Linked DNA regions of Rattus norvegicus: region 2 is linked to region 1. The links are chromatin contacts, called in public Hi-C maps. All regions are on one chromosome and are shown on one strand. The core of a region is the stretch at or near the end of the contact, and the rest is flanking DNA. Distances in the headings are between cores, read along the strand shown.

Region 1 (4,287 bases), core at 1,328-3,827:
CACAAATTCTAGGTCAGTAGGGGTCCTGTGCAGAGGCTTGAGGCAGCCCGGGCTGAGGCCAGCCCAGCCTTCTCTTGACCGAGGTTATGGACAGGCTCTGACATAAGGCAGCACAGGGCCAGGTGCCCTCATCCTCAGCCCTAACCCTGCCCTTCTATCCTCTTCTCTCAAGTGGCTCTTGGCTGCTCGGAACAATACTCTTGAGACGGGCTTTCTAATGACAGGAAAGACTTTAATTAACCGAGCAGCCTGGGTATAGTGGTTCACGTTTTTAATCCTAGAACCCGAGAGATAGAGGTAGGCAGTGGCCTATAGAGTGAGGGACTCTTATCTCAAAGACAGGGAGAAGGCTAGGATGATAACAAAGAGACTATAGGAATGCAGCCATCAGCTAGAGGAAAAGGGCCCTTGATTACTTCCCCTTTGACTCCCTGGATGTCCTGGTGGAGGAAACCAGCCATTGGGGACAGTCTGTGTTCTCTGGGGGAGAGCAATGCATCTCATCCAGAGGCTTCTGATATTAACCTACTGTTCCACTGCAAGCTTGGCTAATCAAGATCAAGGTCTGAATAAATCCCCGTGCTGGCCAGCAGTAAGCCTCTCGAGGCAGAAGGATCTTGATTGTGAATACCTAGATTTCCTGTCACGCCAGGGTTCCTATACGATGTGGAACCTTAGAGTAAGGGCTGCCACATAATCCAGTCTCATACTTTCTAGCCCCAGGAAATTGAACCGGATATCCACATTGACGTTGGTCCTGCATCATCTCGGAGAGCCAGGATTACATAGCTTGAGAAAGATGCAGTTGTGTGATAAAGGCCATAATGGAGCTGGAGAGATGGCTCAGTGGTTAAGAGCACCGACTGCTCTTCCAGAGATCCTGAGTTCAACCCCCCAGCAATCGCATGGTGGCTCACAACCATCTGTAATGGGTTCTTCTGGTGTGTCTGAAGACAGAGACAGTGTGCTCACATACATGAAATAAATAAATAAATATTTAAAAAAACAATGTAGTGACGCTCTGACACTCCCAGGGGAGCCCACACGGAGCCCAGTGTCATGCTACATAAGCCCATCTTCAGAGATAGGGACAAAGCCCACCCCACCTCCTGCTTTAAAGTCAAGAGTTCACGTGCTTACCTCCTTAAGCACAGAGAAAGCAAAGACTTTGAGGGCCACTGGCACTGATAGCAGGAAGCCCCTCCCCTTACACCCCTCCTTCCCACCTTAATTGCCCTAAGAGGAGAACACTCTTTACCTGGTCTCCCTCCTGTCCTCCCTCTTCTCCAGCTAAGTGACTAAAGGTGCCTGCCACAGCCCACTTCCCTTGGGGGAGAGGAGCTCCCTGGAGTCTGAGCCTGTCCCTGCTCTATCAGCATAATGGCCTTGCCCTCTAGGAAACTGTGGGTTTCACTGGAGGCAGACAATGAAAGGATTAAGAGCTAGTGGAGGGCTGGAGAGACAGCGCAATAGTTAAGGGGAGGTTGTGGTTGTGCTCTCACAGGGGACCTGACTTCAGTTCCTAGCAGCCATGTCAGGTGGCTTACTAAAGATACAGTCACATCTGCTGTAACTCCAGCTCCAAGGCATCCAACACCCTCTCTGGTCTCCCAAGGCCCCTGCACTCACATCCATTCCCCCACCCCCAGCTAAGACACACACAAGTGCACATAATTAAAAATAAACCTTTTCTTAAAAGAAAGCTGAGGGGCTGGGGATTTAGCTCAGTGGTAGAGCGCTTACCTAGGAAGCGCAAGGCCCTGGGTTCGGTCCCCAGCTCCGAAAAAAAGAATCAAAAAAAAAAAAAAAAAAAAAAAAAAAAGAAAAGAAAGCTGATAGTTGGGGTTGGGGATTTAGCTCAGTGGTAGAGCGCTTGCCTAGGAAGCGCAAGGCCCTGGGTTCGGTCCCCAGCTCCGAAAAAAAGAACCAAAGAAAGCTGATAGTTAGAAGATCATTGTCTTTTTTTTTAGATATTCCTACCCTCCCTAGGGATCAGTCATCAACGAAGACGCTCTTGCCCTTTTAACTGTGAATGTCAGTTACACTGAGACGGCAGGCAGGGCTCAGTTGTACAGTGCTTGTTCAGAATGCAAGGGGGCTCTGAGCTGGATTCCCAGTATTTCTTTGAAAAAGAAAAGTCACAAGAAAGTTCTGATCCTCGTAACTGAGTAGTCTACCTGCTTGGTCAATGGGCAGATATGTGTGCGTGAGTATTCACGGACTGAAAATGTCCACTGTAAACTGTGACCTCCGACACCAAAGCCCACCTCCCTTCAGGTCCTGAAAAAGACTTGTTTTAGAGACAGACACTTCCTGACCTTCCTGGTTTCTCTCTTTCCATCTTTCTCTGCTCTTCTACCAAACCTGGGGGAACCCTACACTGGTCTGGAATCGGGAGCTGTGGGACGCTGCTGGCAGTACTGAAGCTGAGGCAGGGAAGCAAAGCAATGGTGAGATGCAGACGAGAATCAGGGCGGAGCTGTGGTCAGGAGGAGGGCGGAGCTGTGGTCAGAGGAGGGTGGAGCTGTGGTCCCTTCCCCACAGCAGCCAGTGGTCAGAAGCATCAACTGCTCTCTGCCACTCCCCTTTCAGCTGGTGGCACCCTCTTTCCCAGGACCGTCCCTCTTGGCACCCCTGAGTCTCCAGAGCTGTGGGCTGGCTCTGGCTCCTCCTCTGTCTCCACCTCCCGCCAAGATAAGGAGCCAGAGACAGCCACACAGTGAAGAGACTGAGAGGAAAATCCTGAGCAGGGAAGGGAAGGGACAAAGAGCAAAGACTAGGACTTTGGGGGGGGGGGGGTTGGGTTGGAGGGAGGCCACACCAAGGTGCGGACAGGAAATGTGTTACACAACACTGCAACCCACCAGGGAGGGAAGAAACGAAGCACAGAGAAACTGGGACCCGGTAACAAAGCCACACGCAGAGTTGGGGCACGGTGGGGGCATCCTACCTTGCAGGGATCTTGGACTTGGGACTGAATCTGTTAAAGAAAATGACCAAGGCAACTGAGTGAACTGCTGGTGGGAAGCTCTGGTGGGAGAGGGGAGAAACGGGGGACAGTTCCACAGACAAGCCTTCTGGTGCTGTCACTGTGTTGTAGTGGACAGCAGGGATAAAGCCAATGAAAGAGGCAAAAGCACCAGCGGGAAGAACAGAAGCAGGCAAGACGTAGAACCAGGGTGCAGTGCGAGGGCAAGGAGAGGAACACTAGGCAAGTGCACTGGACACTGAAGTCCCTTCCAGGCCCTCGGGATCACGTCCTCTTAATGCTGACCCCTCTGTCCCCATGTAGCGTAGCACAGTGATTGAACCAGCACAGTGCTGGGTCCACTATCCTCCACTGTGGACAAGGCTGACACCCTGGGAACTATAGGGCAGTGACTTCTGATCTTGAGCTGTAGCACAGCTGATTATATGACAGAAGCTGCAAGGCCCCATCAGCCAGGGGAAGCCAGTATCACTCATCTGCTGGAGTGTGAGTGCTGGCAGGTCACCCTGTCACTGAGATGGAGATGAGCTGGTGACGTGTGCAAGGGCTCGTAGATCAGGCACATAGACAGAAGCACATAAGAGCCCCAGCGAGTCGGGGAAGAGACAACCGTTTAGGAGCCAGCCTTGCTGTCTCCGCTCCCAGAACCTGGCTTCCATTTAGGAGTCTAGGAGAACTTTCTCTTCTTGCTTCTGCTGAAATCTTGTCCCCTCCAAGCCTCCCAGGTCAGTTCACAGCCCAGCAGGAGGGTAGAAGACAGTAGGGAGCGAGGAGATCCAGACAGTCTCCAGCTCCAAGAAAACCCAGAGGGAAGACTCAAGTCACTGCTCCTGAAGAGATCCACTCCTATCTCATGCTGAGGGCCCACTCCCACAGGCAAGCTCAAACTGCTTCCCTGTTGCCTCTTCCAGGCAGACCCCAGACAGGGAAAGACAGGGAAAACACCACAGGCCTTCTTGTGCACTGTGCTAAACCTCTGGGAGTTACCTTGGGGCATGGCTGGCTTGGCTTTCTTTGCAGGGGCCACCTCGTCAGCTCTGGACTCGGAAAAAGACGCTGTCCTGCTGGGTGCTGGTGTCTGAGTAATATAAAGAGAGAAGAAGAGAGGTAAGAGTCACAGATAATGGCTGAGGACAAGAGCCACTGGTCCAAAAGGCCCCAAAGAAGTAACGTAGCAAGAGTTACATACAGCGTTGTTTAAGGCAAGAAGTCTCACTATAGAGAACTCAGCTAGCATGGAACCCACAACAAAGTCCTGCCCCGGTACAGGTGGGCACTACATTCGGCTGATTAGGGTT
Region 2 (3,965 bases), core at 524-3,023, 43 kb after region 1:
ACTGAGCCATCTCCCCGGCCCCCCCAAAGACAGCCATCTTCTAAATCCAACTGTAGATCAGTGTGCAGTTCTAAGAACTGATGTAAAGAACTCTTGTGTAATTTTCTTGTTTGCTCGGTTTTGTTTGCCTTTTGATGTAAAGCCTTGCTGAGTAGCCCTGGCTATCCTTGACCTCCACGCTACCCTCTTTCCCCTTGCCTGGGACTGTCTGTGTACCACCGTACCTGGGTTAGGTATTCCTTTATTGTTTCCCCCAATGATAATCTTGAAGAACTTTTTAAAACTACAACAAAGCAATAAGGGAATTGACACTAATGAAATTCTCTCATTTTACCACATTTTCCCAAGTAATCAGTTATGGTGGTTTGAGACAGAGACTCCCCTATGTTACTTGGGCTGGCCCTCAACTCACTCTGTAACCTATGTTAGCTTTGAACTTGTGACAATCCTCCTGCTTCAGTCTCTCAACTGCTGGAATTATAGATGCTGTGCTCATTTGTGTTGATACATTTGCCAATAAGGACGCCTTTTTTAAAGACTAAAAATGGTTTGCTTTGCTCCTACTGTGTGCCATTCAGCTGGATTCTGTTCTGTTTCTGTTTTTGTATTTGAGACTCACTTTGTAGCCAGGGCTGAACTGGATCTTCTTATGGAGACCAGGCTGGTGATTCTGGGCTGGAGAGATGCTCAGGTGTTAAGAGCACTGGCTACTCTTGCAGAAGACCCAGGTTTGACTTCCAGCACCCAACTGGTGGCTCAAAATCGTATGTAACTCCCATTCCAGGGGTCTGATACCCTCTTCTGACCTCCATAGGCACCAAGCATGCATACAGTATACATACACGCATAGATGCAGCCGAAACACTCACATATAAAATAAAACGAGTAAATCTAAAAAACAAACAAAACAAAACAACAACAAAAACCCACCAGCAAATTAAAAAACAAAGGACAAAGTTCTGGATTAAGTCACAATCACTTTGGGGACTAGACCTTTTTAAAAAAAAAAAGTATAGTTGAGGCAGTTAATTGAACTAGCTATTCAAGGCATTATGGGAACTTGGGGGGTACTACTTTTTTTTTTTAACGTGTGTGAACATGTGTGTGCGCTTGTGCACATGTGAGTGTGGATGCCATTGGATACCTTAGGAATGCACGGGTTTCTGTTTCTCCAGGGACCGCTAATACAACTGGGCTATCTCCGAATCGACAGAGAATGATGTCAGGCTAGACCTTAGTTTAGACTTGCTGGTTAGCACGTGCTCAATAAATATGTGAAATTGAAAGCTAAACCCAACACACTTTCTATTGTGTTCTCATGAAAATCCTCATGTCCTCGGGGACTCTATTATTTTCATGTCCGTTTGGCAGGTAGAACGTGTACTTTTCAGTTCCCTAATGTGCTTGGTCAAGGATCACGCAGCTAGGAAGTGACAAGAGAGAAGGCTGCCCAAGCCCTCTGACTCCAAGTCCAAAATTCTCTCTCCTTTCTGATGGGACCTGGAGCGCTTAAGCCTTAATCCTACTTGGAATTTTGCCTCCAATACTCATTTTCTTGGCTTGCTTTGTCCGAGAGGCTTTCCACGTGGCAACTGGAGGTGGGGAGAAGCAACCCACAAGCAACAGCGATCACTCTGGAGCGCCACCGCCCTGCAGCCGCTGGCCACGCGCTCAGCACTTGTCTGACCGGTGTGTGCAGCGTGGCGACTTAAGCGCATGAGCACACTGGGCAGGCTCACTCGGGTTCCTAACACCGCCAAGGGAGGGGAGGGACCGGAAGTCAGACTATCTCTCTGGGTTGCTAAGAGACCCGGCTGCCACAAACCAAGCCAGTGATTCTCCAGCTTCTTACCCTTTCTGGATCTGCTTCAAAATTTCCAAAAGCAGGATGACCATGTCCGATGGCGAAGCTGATAACTTGCGAAGCACCTTTCCCTCTTACATGGCAGAGGGCGAGAGGCTTTATCTGTGCGGGGAGTTCTCTAAGGCGATTCAAAGTTTTTCCAACGTGAGTTGCACCTTGAACCTATCACTGCTTCCCCTTCCTCTTTCCCCTCCTCCCTTTCCCCCTTCTCCCCGCCCTACCTCTTCTTTCCCTTCTCCTCCCTCCTCTTCCCTCTTCTTTTTTCTCTTCTTTCTTCTCTCTCCCGCCTCCCGGCCTCCACTCCTCTTTTGAGATAGACACTTGTTCTGTAGACCAGCGTGGTCTTGAACTTACAACAGTCTCCTCAGAGATGACTTCGGATGTGTGCCCTCATTCCCAACTTCCGTTTTGGAAGGAAGCAGCCCTCCTTATGTACTCTGGAAGTCAACTCCCCGCCTTGCAGAACCCCACTCCCACCACCATTTTGTTGCTGATGAAAGATTTGTTTGTATGTTTGTCTACCACATGCATGCCTGGTACTTTTGGAAGCCAGAAGAGGGAAATGGATCCCTTGGAACTGGAGTTACAGGCTGTTAGGTGGCACCAAGTGGGTGCTGGCATCCATACTTGGGTCTTCTGCAAGAGTAGTAAGTGCTGTTAACCAATGAACAGTCTCTAGAGCTCTCCCCACCCCCACTTCACCACTTAAAGAAAAGTATTTGTATGTGACGGGTGTCTTACTGCATGCACTGAGTGCATACTTTGCCCTTAGAGTACAGAAGGGGACATCAGAACTTCTAGAACCGGAGTCACCGAGGGGTGTGAGCCTCCCTGTGGGTGCTGGGATTTGAATCTTGAGTCCTCTGGAAGACCTGCTAAAACACCTCCAGGCCTACCCCATTACCATTTTTTCATCACCAGCAGTGCTGAGCTCCATTTTGTGTCGTCCTCCTGGTTCCCTTGATGCACCACTGTCACAGATAAGCCCTGGCTTCTGTCATTTTTCTCCTGTTTCTCACTAACGTCTGCCAGTTGGTGACATAAACAGCGAGCAGCCATTACCTTTCCTTAAATGTTTCGTGATTACCTTTCTCTCTCTTTTTTTTTTTTTGGAGCTTTTTTTTTGGGACCGAACCCAGGGCCTTGCGGTTGCTAGTCAAGCGCTCTACCACTGAGCTAAATCCCCAACCGATTACCTTTCTCTTGATGAACTCAGTCCCCCATCATTAGCCATAGATCGCCTGAGAGGCTAAATGTAGAAGTCTCTGGCACAGGCTTGCCCTATAAGAAAGTGGTCAGTGAAATTAGCATATTGTGATAACCTTATTGAAAATTACACCATTGCACCCTGAAGGGATTGGGAATTGTTTTAGGATACCAGACTCACTGCTCTAAGCACAGTGCATGTCTGTCTGGGGTTGGGGGCGGGGGAGAGGGGTTCCACTGTTGCTTCATTTCATAGATGGGGAAGTGGATATAGAAGTTAGGTAACATGCCCAAGGTCACTGCCCTGAACTAGTGGGTGGTGGAGGAAGATTCCTCTGAGCCAAGCACTCAGACTCCAGTTGCCTGAGGTGCCTTCCTCCATACTGCAAAGCGTTCTGATAACCTTTTCCTTTGAAGGGTTGGAGACAGCGTTTCGTTGGGTAGAATGTTTGCCTAGTATGCATGAAGCCCTGGTTTGATCTTGTTTAAAACTTGAGTGTGCTGTCCCACACTTTCAGTCCCAGCAGCTGGCAGGTAGAGATAGGAGGAACAGAGATTCGAGATCATCTTTGGCTACTTAGCAAGGTCAGAGCCAGCGTGGGATACTAGAGATTCTGCCTCCCAAACAAATTCACCATTTCCTGTGCTAGAAACCGTGTTTTTCTTTTGTGGTGCGGGGCTCCCACCCTCCACATGCTTGTCAATGCTCTTCTACTGAGTAACGTGAGGAGCCCATAGACTACTTCCTTCTGTCTGCCTACCTGCCCCCCCTCTCTTTCTCTCTCTCTCTCTCTCTCTCCCCTCCCTCCCTCCTTCCCTTCCTTCCTTCCTTCCTTTTTCAAGACAGGATTTCTCTGTATAGCCCTACCCATCCTGGAATTTGCTCTGTCCACCA

Evidence for each region. A called contact is a pair of places that touch in the nucleus more often than the background predicts.
Region 2: a contact with region 1 is called in a Hi-C map of Schwann cells, with 1.8 times the contacts expected there. The contact joins the promoter of Odad4 here to the enhancer-like site in region 1. A contact is called at or near these places in 5 of 12 Hi-C or Micro-C datasets (Schwann cells, hepatocytes, kidney and 1 more).

Annotation. Positions count from the first base shown.
Region 1 is chr10:85,935,339-85,939,625 of GRCr8, forward strand. Acly (ATP citrate lyase) reads right to left here. Exons shown (of 29, transcript NM_016987.2): 13 at 3,977-4,067; 14 at 2,951-2,980. Among named protein-coding and RNA genes, the nearest start is that of Acly, 26 kb to the right of the region's middle. Within about 2 kb of position 2,578, at least 5 of the 93 cell types and tissues checked have an H3K27ac peak or open chromatin away from gene starts, as enhancers often do. A contact at or near this core is called in Schwann cells, where this site is marked.
Region 2 is chr10:85,978,667-85,982,631 of GRCr8, forward strand. Odad4 (outer dynein arm docking complex subunit 4) reads left to right here and starts at 1,774. Exons shown (of 12, transcript NM_001107049.1): 1 at 1,774-2,008. The coding sequence starts at 1,889.